Regions from separate parts of the Mus musculus genome. Here region 1 is linked to region 2. The links are chromatin contacts, called in public Hi-C maps. All regions are on one chromosome and are shown on one strand. The core of a region is the stretch at or near the end of the contact, and the rest is flanking DNA. Distances in the headings are between cores, read along the strand shown. Region 1 overlaps Setd4 (SET domain containing 4). Region 2 holds the start of Clic6 (chloride intracellular channel 6).

The links. Hi-C and Micro-C count contacts between places; a contact is called where the count stands out from the background.
Region 1: a contact with region 2 is called in a Hi-C map of bone marrow-derived macrophages, with 9 read pairs. The contact joins the enhancer-like site here to the promoter of Clic6 in region 2. A contact is called at or near these places in 1 of 15 datasets of contacts at CTCF or cohesin (pro-B cells), 9 of 484 Hi-C or Micro-C datasets (the AtT-20 cell line, the HL-1 cell line, MC3T3-E1-derived osteoblasts and 5 more), 8 of 115 datasets of contacts at active chromatin or transcription factors (T-cell acute lymphoblastic leukemia, acute myeloid leukemia, differentiating embryonic stem cells and 5 more) and 2 of 9 other capture datasets (adipose tissue and embryonic stem cells).

The regions. Positions count from the first base shown.
Region 1 is chr16:93,582,010-93,588,814 of GRCm38.p6, forward strand. Setd4 (SET domain containing 4) reads right to left here. Exons shown (of 12, transcript NM_145482.3): 9 at 5,810-5,891; 10 at 4,228-4,308; 11 at 3,170-3,293; 12 at 1,451-1,675. The coding sequence ends at 1,541. Among named protein-coding and RNA genes, the nearest start is that of Setd4, 18 kb to the right of the region's middle. Within about 2 kb of position 4,567, at least 118 of the 459 cell types and tissues checked have an H3K27ac peak or open chromatin away from gene starts, as enhancers often do. A contact at or near this core is called in T-cell acute lymphoblastic leukemia, acute myeloid leukemia, bone marrow-derived macrophages and 2 more, where this site is marked.
Region 2 is chr16:92,495,882-92,503,057 of GRCm38.p6, forward strand. It overlaps Clic6 (chloride intracellular channel 6), which reads left to right and starts at 2,266. Exons shown (of 6, transcript NM_172469.3): 1 at 2,266-3,676. The coding sequence starts at 2,573. 2410124H12Rik (RIKEN cDNA 2410124H12 gene) reads left to right here. Exons shown (of 3, transcript NR_165041.1): 3 at 1,169-1,489.

The DNA of each region.
Region 1 (6,805 bases), core at 3,317-5,816, 1.1 Mb after region 2:
AGGACTGTGGAAGGACTTTGGAACTTTGGGCTTGAAGATCCACCCGTTGTTAAAAGCTCTGTCAGATGTTGTGTAGGAGCTTGGAAGATAATGTTGAGAACACTGCAGAAGATGGAGGTCTGGTTTGTGAAATTTCAGAGGGAAAATTAAAGACTCTTTTCAGGGCCATTGCTGTTTTGATTGTGAAGATTCTGTAGTTCTGGTTAGCTGGGGCTGAAGAATCAGCTGTGATTAACAAGATACCAGAACTACTAAAGCAAAAACTTTGCATTACTGGGACTATTGATGCTGGTTAGCTGGAGTTAAGAAATTAGCAGTGATTAAGAAGAGACCAGCATCATTGAGGTGACATCTTCTGGGAAGTGTTTTCTGAGAGCACAGTGGCTGTGTTCCAGATATAGCCAAAGTTGTACCTTGTGCTGTGGCTGGACTTGGTAATGTATAAGGGTCACCCAGGTGGTACTGGTTTTGAAGGCATGAAGGAGTTGAGCAGAGCAGCTGAGGCTTGGCACTGTGAGAGGCCATGGAAGGCCATTGGTGAAAGTCCAGCCTCAGTTGCAATTGATGGCCCAGGACTGAAGGGGTCATGCAGTGTTTTGGAGATGCCAGTACCATGAGATGACCACCAAGAGCAGCAGCAGCAGTGGAGTACAGGCATCTGGAGCCTAGAGGATGACGCGTGTGCTACAAAGGGCATGGCTGGAGAAGTGACCCAAGCCCTTGGAGGAGCCCAGAAGATTGTAAGTTGGATCCCAGACATTGGACGGTTGGAGATTGACTTTTGCTTTTGATTGTGGCTGTGCCCTGATATTTTCCCTCTCGAAGGAAGAAACTGTTTTAGTGGAGCCCACAGTTAAGAGACTTTTAATTGTAAAAAGACTTTGGATTTTAAAAGAGATGGCTATTTTAAAGAAATTGAAATTTTAAGAATATGTAAAGACTGTGGGACTTTTAAAGTTATTTAAATCTTGGGGATGAATAAGAATGTAAGGGTTGAGGCTTACTAGTGATTTGTTTGTGTGTCAAGTTGACAAGGGGTCAATTGTACTGGCTAATTTTGTGTCAACTTGACACAGCTGGGGTTATCACAGAGAAAGGAGCTTCAGTTGAGGAAATGCCTCCATGAGATCCAACTGTAAGGCATTTTCTCAATTAGTGATCAAGGGAGAAAGGCCCCTTGTGGGTGGGACCATCTCTGGACTGGTAGTCTTGGGTTCTATAAGAGAGCAGGCTGAGCAAGCCAGGTGAGGCAAGCCAGTAAAGAACATCCCTCCATGGCCTCTGCATCAGCTCCTGCTTTCTGACCTGCTTGAGTTCCAGTCCTGCATCCTTTGGTGATCAACAGCAGTATGGAAATGTAAGCTGAATAAACCCTTTCCTCCCCAACTTGTTTCTTGGTCATGATGTTTGTGCAGGAATAGAAACCCCGACTAAGACAGTCTGCAAATGATTTCATATAAAAGTCTGTTTATTCCAACCTCAGTAAAGACGCAGCCGCTGGTACATCCTCCATAGGAGGGAACCACGTGACCCCGGGAGGTCAGGAAAAGGGGGCTAGCAAGCCACTCAGGATCTCAGCAGAAGCCTGGAGAATCCTAAGCTCTTCCATCCTCAAGGCTTCCACCAAGGAGAGCTGGCTTCTCAGTGACACTGTCCCTTCCTTCATGTCAGAAACCTGAAAGTTATTTTTAAATTTTTATTATAATAGAAATGTACGAGAAAATTTACCATGTAAACTGCTTAGAGTCCCCACCCCCTCCCCCACATGGGGTAACCACAGCTACAACTCACTCCAGGTTACTCGTTCAGTCCAAACAGAAACACTCTAAGGATGAACGTGTAGGGAATCACTGCTCTGGGGAATCCCTGTGTGGACAGCACCCGTCCTCCCCTGTGTGGACAGCACCTGTCCTTTTGTATTTTTATTTTCACTTAGCATAAAAGTGCACTAAAATTTTTAATTTTAACAATCACATTTCTTATAAATTATTTCTTATTAAAAGAAAAAAAATTGCTGGGCGGTGGTGGCGCATGCCTTTAATCCAGCACTCAGGAGGCAGAGGCAGGCGGATTTCTGAGTTCAAGTCCAGCAAGCCTGGTCTACAGAGTGAGTTCCAGGACAGCCAGGGCTACACAGAGAAACCTTGTCTTGAAAAAATAAAATAAAATAAATAAAATTAAAACACACACAGAAAGAAATAGTTGAAATGCTATTACTAAGAGACCAGGCAATGATTTCTATCTACTAAAACATGAGGTAAAGCTAAGATTCAACCCAAGTACCCAGTGATGATCAGTGGATAAAAAAATGGGTACAGTCCAAAACAGAACCAAGGGCAAGTGACCGAACTCAGGTGTGGGGCACAAGCCTAGGTATCAGGCCCTGGGTTCCAATCCCAATGTCACAAAAACGGGGCGGGGATCAGGAGACCCTTTGTGTGACATCAGCAACAAGCCAGGAGGACACAAAGTTAAATGAAATAGGCCAGAGCCTCCATGTTCTACTTAGGACTGCAGAAAGAATGGCCGACAGCACGTGAATGGAGGCGAGACTGTGGGGATGTCCGTCAACACACAGAGGGGAGAGAGCTCTCTGGACAGCAACACGTGAGCAGAGTTAGGAACAAGGCACCGTGTTCATCACACAGACGATGAGAGCTCTCAGCACAGAAAGTCAGGTGGACAATGCTGTGCTTGGTGAAGCCACTCCACAGGTGTGTGTGTATCAAGCACCGCTGTGCACTGTACACTACATATAAAACTTGCAGTGGGATGTGCTGGCCCACGCACGCACACGCAGAAGCCAGAGGGGGATGCTGGGCACCAGCTCCTATTGCTGTCTACCTCTATTGCTGTGAGTCAAGGTCTCTCACTTAACCTGGAACTCACCGCTGGACTAGGCCAGCTGGCCAGCGAGCCTCCTTAATTCTCCTGGTTCCACCTACATCCACTGGTTTCTGCCTATCCCCACCCCAGGCCCCGGGAAAACAGGCTGCCATCCCAGCTTGCATGCCGGTCGTCACCATCAGGCCAGCTCCCCAGCCGCATTTACTTAACTTGTAAAATGTAAACCTGTTAACACAGCCACATTTGTTCATCAGGAACTCTCAGGACTTCCCTAATGGCACACATGATAAGCAGCCTCGGGACTGAAACCTTGGGCCCACACCTTGCGCAGCACAGCGTGCGTCTCCTCGATGACGTCAGAGCATATTTTCTGGGCCACGCCCAAGCTTGTCTTCTCGTTTGTATCGGAGATGACTTCGCCAAGGAGCACCTTTTTCCAGGATGTGCTAGAGCAGAAATATTCAATAAAGTCATTTCAGCAGGTCCCCGTTACCGGAGATGGCACTCACTCTGCAAGATGACACACAGCACGCCCATTCTTCCGGAGCACAGTGAAGCTCGGCTCCTAAGCCGTGACATCATTCAGCTCCTGAGTGGGAGCCACCAGCACGGAGGAAGAAAGAGGAGCAGAGTAAATCAAGGGCCAGCTAGTCAGTCGGCTCCCGGCCAGCAGAGACTGGATTCTATTTTCACAGCAGTCCTGGGTCTGGTGGACAAGTCATTGAAGTCACACCCACCAGCTACAGGGGCACAAGGGGCAGAAACACAAAACCGGAAGGCCAGGCTCTGGCAAATGGCCACAAGACTCAGCAGCTGTAGCACTGTGTGCTCCTTTAAGGGAAAGTTTTTCCTAAAAGGTGACAGCCACAAACACAGCTCACTGCCACACGCCCTCCAAATGGAAGGAGTCTGCAGCTAGGCCATCCTCTACACCCAGGTGAGTCAGTCACTCACGGTGCCTTGGCTTGCAGAGGTGAAGGCTCTGGGGTGTGACTGGCAGCCCTAACCCCTTAGAAAGGGTGAGGAGCCTGAGCAAGATGAACGTCTACACTGGGTTCTTCTACCCGGCTCCTTTCACGAAAAAGGCCTTCAGCGGGGCTGGTTAGGACAGTTAGAGGGTTGTGGTTAGAAGCTTGCTTACCACAGGAAAAGCCACCCACTGGCAGATGTGCCCTGAACAGTGACAGCGCTGACAATACTCAGTCACCAGGGGTCACCTGGACAGAGGGGCAAGTTCTCAGAGCCACGCACTCTGGAAGGCTAAGGCCCCTGAAAGCAGCGGGGCACAGTCCACTCCTTCCCTCTAAATCCAAGCCTCCCAAACCCCTCAGCTTCACCAGGAAGTAGGCGCAGCTTGTACGTAATGCAGGGGAGACTTACAAGCGCTCGGCTTCCAGACACAGCAACTTGAGAGCCGTGAGTAGCCTCCAGGACGGCCCATCCCATCCAAACGTCAGATTTCTACAAAAGAGAAGCAGGCAACACCAAATGTGTCGCGTAGAAACGACTCCGTGGCAAGCACCCAAGGAAGCCAGCAGTGGCTTTGAACAAGTACAATGCTAGGTCACCTCCACACAGAGGCGAGAAAATCAGGCTGCGGCTACGACGAATGAAGCTGGGTAACACCAGCCTCTGTGTGGGTCACTCCACACAAACGGAACCTGCTCTGACTGCTCTGGGCTGTGCTGGCTAGTTGATGTCATCTTTACACAAGCTAGAGTCACCGGAAAGAAGAGAACCTCAGCTGAGGAACTGCCTCCCTCAGATCCAGCTGCAGAGCACCTTCTTAATCAGTGAACAATGGCGCAGGGCCCCGCCCACTGTGGGTGGAGTCATCCCTGGGCAGGTGGTCCTGGGCTCTATGAGCAAGCAGGAGGAGCAAGCCAAGAGGAACAAAACAGTAAGTAGCTGTCTTAGTCAGGACTTCTATTCCTGCACTAACATCATGACCAAGAAGCAAGATGGGGAGGAAAGGGTTTATTCGGCTTACACTTCCACATTGCTGTTCATCACCAAGGAAGTCAGGACTGGAACTCAAGCAGGTCAGGAAGCAGGAGCTGATGCAGAGGCCATGGAGGGATGTTCATTACTGGCTTGCTTCCCCTGGCTTGCTCAGCCTGCTCTCTTATAGAACCCAAGACTACCAGCCCAAGGATGGCACCACCCACAAGGGGCCTTTCCCCCTTGATCACTAATTGAGAAAATGCTTTACAGTTGTATCTCATGGAGGCATTTCCCCAACTGAAGCTCCTTTCTCTGTGATAACTCCAGCTGTGTCAAGTTGACACACAAAACCAGCAGTGCAGCAGCACCCCTCCATGGCCTCTGCATCAGCTCCTGCCTCCAGGCTTCTGCCGTGCTTGAGTTCCTGTGATGTGGAAGTGTGAGCCAAATGAACCCTTTCCTCCCAGACTTGCTTTTGGTCATGGTGTTTTATCACAGCACTAGTAACCCTAACTAAGACAAGGCTAAAAGCCATTTCCAATCAATTTCAGCCAGACACTGAACTTGGTCACGGGACCACAGCAAGCGGCCTGGTAACTACATCACACGTTTACAGTGAGATGAACACAGAGACCCTGGTCATCCCGGAGAGCAAACAGCCACTGTCGCTGTGTACCCAAAAAACCTGATTTTATCCAGAAAAGAAGACGTGAAAGAGCTGGGGATCCGGTGTAGGTCACCGTCCCTGATGTTCTGCTAGGGACCAGCATGGCCTGTGACAGCGCAGCTCCACCCCACCTGACCCGGGCCTGGGTCACGGACAGGACTGTTTCAAGCTTGACTCTCACCCCTTGAGTGCCTAGGACAACAAGCCCAACTTGCTACAGTCTAAGAGCTTAATAAACACCCACCTGACAGCCAACACAGAGACAGGAGGGTCACACTTACAGAAACCAGAGCCAGGAGTATTCCCATGGGAACTCCCTGAAGGGATAATTTCCAGACAGAAAAGCCTTACCCTGTAAAGCCATGATCCTTCAAAATGGTTATCTTCCTGTGGAGCTGCTTATCTGCTGCAGGGAGGAACTTAACCAGCATGTCTGCATTAGAGAGGAGACCATCAGACTTAGGATGTGATTCAGATAAAGCACATGCCCCTCTCCCTCCCATCAGCCGCCCACGATAACCAGAGTGTCTGCCAGTTCACACCAAGTGTCCTCTTTAGGACAGCTCGCTGAGATCCCGGCTCCCTGAAGAGCTGTGAGCTTTCCAAGGCGGAGGACAGAAGCACAGACGCGAGGCTCAGGCTGCCCCTAAGCACATCAACAGCCTAAGAGGAAGCCGCCAGAGGGTTAGCCCTGCTGGGGGCCAGCTAGGAACAGGCTGCCTCAGCACACGCCCAGGACGGCAATACTGCGTTACACCTGATTCAAAGCAGTCCCCGCAGCCGTGACCACAGCCTCAGCCTAAACTGTGAAGCCTGGCGGACGTTTCTGAAGGAGAGAGAAAGCAATGGCTCTTTTGTTTTTTGAGGTGATAGAAGACTTCCATTCTGTGTTTTAAAAAGAAAGAAAAGCAAGGATTTGGGGGTGTAACTCTGACAGAAGCAAGCTTTCCTTTTCCTTCAGAGAGGGCCTGCACATGCCAGACCAGGCAGGCCACTGAGCCAACCCCTGGGCCCTACTCCATGTTAAACATAATGCTTGTTCCATGTGTTTACACGGTGTACTGGCGAGTTTTGTGTCAACTTGACACAGCTGGAGTTATCACAGAGAAAGGAGCTCCAGCTGAGGAAATGCCTCCATGAGATCCAACTGTAAGGCATTTTCTCAATTAGTGATCAAGGGGGAAAGGCCCCTTGTGGGTGGTGCCATCTCTGGGCTGGTAGTCTTGGGTTCTATAAGAGAGTAAGCTGGGGGCTGGAGAGGTGGCTCAGTGGGTAAGAGCACTGACTGCTCTTCCGAAGGTCCTGAGTTCAATTCCCAGCAACCACATGGTGGCTCACAACCACCCG
Region 2 (7,176 bases), core at 1,016-3,515:
GTGTGTGTGTGTGTGTGTGTGTGTGTGTGTGTGTGTGTATGTGTGTGATGTGCTTTGAGTGTTTTGTGACTTCTATTCAAAGCTATGGCTTTCTTCTTGTTCTTTCTAGGTAGAGTTCAGCCTCAGAGAAATGTGATGTGGATATGGGTGTCCATCTGTCCTGTTGTCTCGGTTCCATGCTTCTCCAAGTGATTAATAAGGGCTGGAAATTTATTGCTCACAGTTTTAGGGTCTGGGAATGGCAATAGCAAAGCATTAGCATCTCAAAAATGCTTTCTTGATGCACTGTCCTGTGGTATAGATGGGTGCTTCGGATACAGCAACAAAAGTCAGGAAGGCAAGAAAGGAAAAGGAGAGAGACACCCAGAGACAGAGAGAGACACCCAGGGACAGAGGGAGACAGAGAGATAGACAGAGACAGAGAGAAAGGAAGGGAGCAGGCAGACAGACAAATAGGTAGGCAGGCAGGCAGGCACCCATACATTCATGTACAGTTTCTCTCTCTCTCTCTCTCTCTCTCTCTCTCTCTCTCTCTCTCTCTTTTTCTCTCTCTCTCTCAATACACCCCCAAAGTCCACACATGGACTTTTCAGGGACACGTTCAAACCACAGCTTTAGTTATCCATCAGGGATGAGCAATGGGGATACAAAGGAAGAATTCAACATGCATCCCTCTCTTGTCAAGATAACAGGATCCTCTGTGGGTGTGGTGGCTAAAAGCAGTAAGAGCCTGAGAAGTCAAACTGAAATCCCCACGGCTCCATCATTCTTAGGCAACGCCTTCCCGGGTGCTTGCTCAGCATCCTTGGAGGTCTTGAGTTCAGTCTCCAGCATTTTATCGAGACGTGACGAGGTGATGTAATCTCAGCAAAGGCAGGGTCAAAGTTCAAGATCATCCTGTGTTATATTGTATGCTCTGGGCCAGCCTGGGCTACATGAGACTTCGCCTCAAACAAAACAAAAACAAAACAAAACAAAACAAAACACCCAACCAATTTAAATTATGTTGAGATATTATCTGTCTATGAAAAAAATTCAAATCTTTTATTGTGAAAGGATGTTGAATGTTATCAAGTGCCTTGTCTGTACCTACTGAGATGAACACATTTTGTTTCAAAAAAAAGATTTATTTATTTTTTAATCATCTGTATATATGTTATTCTTGCAGGGGTTTGTGCATGTGAGTGCAGGTGCCATTTGAAGCCAGAAGAGGGCGTTGGATCCTCAGAACTGGAGGAAGTTGTGAGCTACCTGATGTGGGTGCAGTACACACTCTTAATTCCAGAACCATTTCTCCAGCCTGCATGTGATTTTTAAAGTCATACATTCTGTTGTTTTGACGCATTGCGCCTATAGATTTGCATGTGTTGAGCCACCACTGCAACCTCCAACCTCCAACTTGATAGCCGTGGATGATCTTTTTGATATGCTGTTGTATTCAAACCCTTGGTGTTTTGTTAATAATGTTTGCATCTATACTCATCAGCAATATTGGTCTAGAGTTGGTGTGTCCTTTGATAAGGGGGAAATGCTGGCCTCACAGTTTGGGGTGGGAGGTCCTCTCTCTATCAATTCAGTGGAATAGTTTTGAAAACTTCTCTGAAAGAAGTTTTTGACGGGTGATAGTGGGGGACTCCTGGCCCAGTTAATTCTATAACTTCCTTTTTTCCCATCCCGAATTTTCTTCCCCCACCTTCAACCCCCAACGCCCTAACCACGATATTGAGACCCAAGCACTGGACATGAGTAAGGAAATCTGAGTCCGAGGGATGCACAGATTCTTAGGGTCTTCAGGGGCTGGAGAAGGAGAGGTATCCGTCTGGTTCTCCTCCCCTCCCCCCACCACCTCAACAAGCACGCCAGGCTATTGTCCCTTCCATCTTTAGGTTCCTGGAACTCACAGAAATGGGAGGGCAGCCATTCCTCCCTTTGGGGTTAATACCTTTTCTGTGGAACCTGAGGCAGGGATGGGATGGGTCTATTCCACTCAGCATCAGAGTCGCCTTCATGGTGAAGTGAGGTAAGGTGGGAATCCAATACTGAAGTATGTGACCGTGATTTAAATGGCTCTGAAACTTGAAGCTGTTCCAGAAAACGCTAAAGTGGCCAGTAAAATCAGTCTTTTCATTAAAATCCACAAAAGCCGCAGAAAGGCTGTCATTGGCTAGCTTCCCAGGCCACCCAAAGTGGCTAGGAGGTGGGGAAGACAAACCCCGCCCAAGCCCTAAGAGGGGAGAACTGGCTCTGAGAATTTCTGGTCAACCCTTGAGACCGCAGGGAACCAGCCCATCTCTTCCAAAGACTTCAAGAGGCAAGCTGAGTTCTTTAGCCCCACACCCTGGCCTGCACAGAAGGATTGGGGTCCGGGCGCGAATTTAGGAGAAACAGGAACTCTTGAGGAAGAACCCAAAGACCTTAAGACAGGGAAAAGGGACATAGAGTCTTGGGGCCCTCTAGATTTTGCATCAAGCGAAACCTTCGCTTCTAGAACCGCGAGTGGGGTGTCCTCCCGGAGGGGGCACGTCAGCCCCTGCCCCTCACCCTGAGCAGCGTCGAGGAAGGGTGTTTTACCATGGCTGAGGCCACGGAGCCCAAGGAGGTCGCTCCAGGTTCCCAGGGGCAACCCGAAGGTGCGACAATCGAGGGACCAGGAGAGCCAGGAGCTGCGGACCTGGAGGGGCGGGAAGCGAGCGAGGAAGCTGCAGAGGCACCTAGGGACCTGGGGGCGGGCGTAGAGGCCAGGGCCTCGGGGAAGGAGGAAGGAGGCTGTGGGCAGGACGAGGGAACTGGGGGAGCGCAGGCGCAGGACCCGCGCACCGGCCCTGAGGCCGAGACGCCGGGCGCCAGCGGAGCTCCAGGTGAAGCGGAGGCTGCGGAGCGCGACCCCGAGGGCGCGATCCCGCAGGGAGCGGAGGAGGCGCCAAGCGCCCAGCAGGTGCAGGGGATGAGCTCTGGGTTAGACTCTCAGGGTGAGGCCCCCGAGGTCCCTGGGGACTCTCGCCGGGAGCCCGAGGACCCCACGGCCTCAGAGGCAGGGGAAGAGGCAGAATCTGGTCAGGAAGCGCAGGGAGGCGGCGCGCTAGGGTTGCAGATCAACCCAGAAGTCCAGGGACTTGCAGGGGACAACATGGACACAGAGGCACCCGCAGGAGGGCCACTTGGGTCGGAGAGTGAGCCCCAGGGTGGAGGGGAAAGCAGCCCTCAGCCCCAGGATGAGGCGATTGAGATTGTAACCACAGAGATCGGAGGGAACGAGTCCGGGGAGCTGGCGGGCGCTTCGGCCGCAGACGCCGCGGGGGAAGGGGAGACCCTGGGGAAAGACGGGTCCGAGGAAGCAGCTTCCGAGGATGCGAGAGTAGATGCTCATGAGAATGGGGACCAGGGCAAGCTCCAGGAGGAGACCGGGGAGGAAGAAGCGAGGCCAGAACCCGAGTTGAAGGGACCCTGCGAGGGGGCCATCCAAGAGAAGCCCCCCGACGGCAGCCTTGATGGAGAGGAGGCCAAATCCACCGAACACGAGGAGGAATCCCAGGCAGAGCTCAGCAACCACTTAGCTGAGGAGCCCAGCGTCCAGGGTGGAGAAGAGTTGGGGCGAGTGAACGGCCGCAGGGAGAATGGCCCAGCATTGGAGGAGGGGGATCCGGGACAGGAGCACGACATCACCCTCTTCGTCAAGGTAAATCTTGCGCCCCCAGGGCCTACCCACAGAACCAAAACCGTACTCAAGTGCTTCAATCAGTCAGAAGGAACAGCTAGGGTTTCAGGAGAGTCAGGGCTGTGAATGAGGGTTAGTGGTTTGCCTAACTCGTATGAGGGGCCATCCCCAGCATCTCAAGAGTCAGTAGCATGAACCATGTAAGGTTTGGAAGTCAGGGGTGTGTGTGTGTGTGTGTGTGTGTGGTTGGTGACACTCCACTATCCCTTGTCCTGAACATCCTAACTGGCCCTTCTATTCCTAAGAATTAGGAAGAAAACAAAAAAAGTGACCAGCCTTATTAGTATTCAAAAGGTTTCAGCTAAAGAAGGCTTTAATCCTTGGAGTGAAAAAATGTGAACAGGTAGGTTCAACATGAGAATTCCCAGACTTAACTCCCAGAGGCCCAGAGCTGCCCAGCATTTTCAGGTGAAAAAACAAAACAAAACAAAACAAAACAAAACCTCGTCCAGGGGACACTGGGAAGTCTCCTATACACTGTCTTGTTTATTGAACATTTTAAGGTTTACTTTGGCAGATTTCAGGATGCAGGAGACTTGGACATCGTTTGTCTGAGTAATATGTTTCTGGTCTCCCTTTCCGTCAGGAAGAAAGCCATGATTTCATTTTTGAAAGAGTCTGTAGACACATAAGGAGGAAGTTTTGAGTGTAAACAGGCATTTTTACAAGGCTTCCAAAAAAAAAAAAAAAAAGTGGACAAAGTCCAGCAGTGGCTCACACCAAGAGCTTTGTTTAAAAGAAAAAAGTTTTTCCTGGGGACCTTTGGTCAGACCCCAGGAAGCTAGAGATAATAGGGTGAAGAATGTGTTACATGTCGAATGAACCCTAATCCTTCAGAAATCCCTTCACGTTTACAGACGGTCTAAACCCCTTTGGCTGAGATTTTAATAAGTAAAAAGAAAAATGTTCCCAGGAGATTAACACCAGGACCTAACCAAGTGTCTGAGATGGCTGAGATCTCCCCTTGCTTCTAAACAGTGAGATGGCTCCTTGCACACTAGCTCTATTTTAAAGACCGTAGGAGAGGGCGAAAACGGTGGAGTCCAACATGTTGGCACAGCCCTTCACTAGTCCTGTGGAGACTGGCGTGCAGGAGCAGGGTGGCTCCAGTCTGTTCCCTTAGGAGGACATTTTGCATGGTTCTGGTCACGTGGCTGTGTGATGATCCCGGCCAACCTGCTTGGCCTGCAGTTATGGAGGGAACTGCTCCTCTGCATCATTACCTGACCCCCCACTACTCTCTTTATCGCAGAGTTGCAAGGAAATCCAACCTCCCGGCCCAGGCACAAGTCCTTCAGGACTCAGTTCTTTGCCTCCTTTCTTCTCTCTCTGGCCTTCCCTTAGCATTGTGGGGTCCCCGGGTCACCAATGGCACTGCAGTGGCGGCTGTAGGAAGGTACTGTGTACCAGGGGAGAGCCATACTCCTGATTCTCCCAGCCTTGAAGGCGTGCACCCACTTTACCCTCTGTTGGAGTGAGTCTCCTGCACCATTGCCCTGACCATGCCTCCACCTGTCAGCAGCATGCAGGAGTCCCTGAGGACTTCACCTGTGTTTGCCTCCTCCCTGGGCAGATTAAATGTATCATTAGGTCCCTAGTGCAGACTGCAGGTGTGGAAACGATGAGGCTTTGAATGAGACACTGGCCAGTGGATCTGGAGCAAATTCTGGCTTGGTCACCATCTCCGTACTAGTTGGTTCCTTTCACAATAACGTAGCTCCCTCCCCTAGAGGTTATTATGAAGTCTCAGGAATAGGTCATGCTAAGCCCTTGGAATTGTTCCTGGCTCAGCATTAGCAGTGCCAGGGGGTGTTCCCCTGCCTCTGCTCCCTCCCCCCAGCTTCTGTGATGTGGTACAAGGAGTTCTCCCTCATTCTAATCCTGCCATTTTTTAAAGGGAACCTCTCTCTAGGTGTTGAACTATCTTCAATTTATGGGGATGAGAGTGTTATGAAACCTCAAGCAACTATCATTGCGACTATTGTTCCAAGGTGGTTGGTTAGGGCAAAGGTCGGAGTGGCTGGGAGTGAAGCTTGCGCACAGTGGATGTACATGGGACATGGGTTGGATGAGTCGTGACTCTCTGCTTGACACCTCCTCTCCTTTAAGAAAACAAGCAGATCTCCCAACAGTGAGGTTGGGTAGCCTCTTAGGGCCATTTAAAAGACCTGCCTCACTTCCATAAGGCTCTTGGTTTCTGCTGATCCACCTCTCTGAAAAACAAAGAAGAAACAATGAAACCCAAAGCAATAAAGAAACAAAAAGAAAACAAGAAACCTTTGTACCAGCAGGTCTTCCGGAGTCACAGAGTTGTAACGTTGTATTGGTAAATCCTAAAGTTAGGCCAGAATCACATTTTGTTACCAGTTCAACCGTGTCTGGGCTCTTCTGGGGCCTCCTTGCAGGTGGACTTCCTAGCCCACAGTGACTCACTGACCAGCTTTGTTGTGAGTTCAGGCGCATGCTCATGGTGGATTTCCTGGGACCTAGATGACCTGTTGACTCCCCAGAATTGTTAATTAAAGTCTTTCTTCCAGACACTGCACTTTGCCTGTGTTCTGTCCATGACCTTTCCGCCTTTACTACTTTTCTTATTTTTAACAAAGAAATAAATTGGTTATAATATTGTATATATTATTTCATATAAATCTATTTAACTATTACTCATTATAACATGCACTAGAAAGTTGTCTACCCAATGATATGGACTAATAATATCACTATTAAGTCATTACTAAGTCAGCTTATGATTTTGACCATCTGGTAGATTGCCTCACTCATCGTTATGAGAGCTATCATGTTACTAACTTGTCATTTGTTTGATTCAATGAATATACAAGGATGTGTTTTTTGTAAAGGAGCTATAGCCATATGCAGCAGCAGGCCAAGGAAGACTCCCTGGGGTTTTGTGTGTCAATCAGTCAGAAGGAACAGCTAGGGTTTCAGGAGAAACCCTAGCTAATGGCTAATCATCGATTATCTTTATTTTCTTCCCTTAAAGAAGTATTAACTAGGTCACCAGACTATAGGGTGATCCCCAAATATATATAAAATACATATAGTAAGAGATACGGTTTTCTTTTCCACTCAGGACTGGGAAAGGTAACTTCACACCACACGGTGGGGGTTGGGGTTGGAAAAGGAAATCAACAAACTAAATACCCACAGAGGTTTAGTCACCAGGGAAGTGTGGCTCAGAACATTGTTTCCTCAAATCCAGCCTGTTTTCTCAGCCTGTTTTCTCAGAGGCAAGGTTAGGACTGGGGGAGCCTGAGATATGGCTTTTATGACAAAATTTACATGACTTAAAAAAATCCTCCATCTGACCAGTGAGTGACCCTTGGCTTGAGTTTAAGAACTTTAAGTTGTAACAGTTCACATTTGACTAGAACACAGACAGAGGTATAATTGAGCCTGTGGGTTTGCATGGACCATCAGAGCTGGGGCTTTTTTTTTTTTTT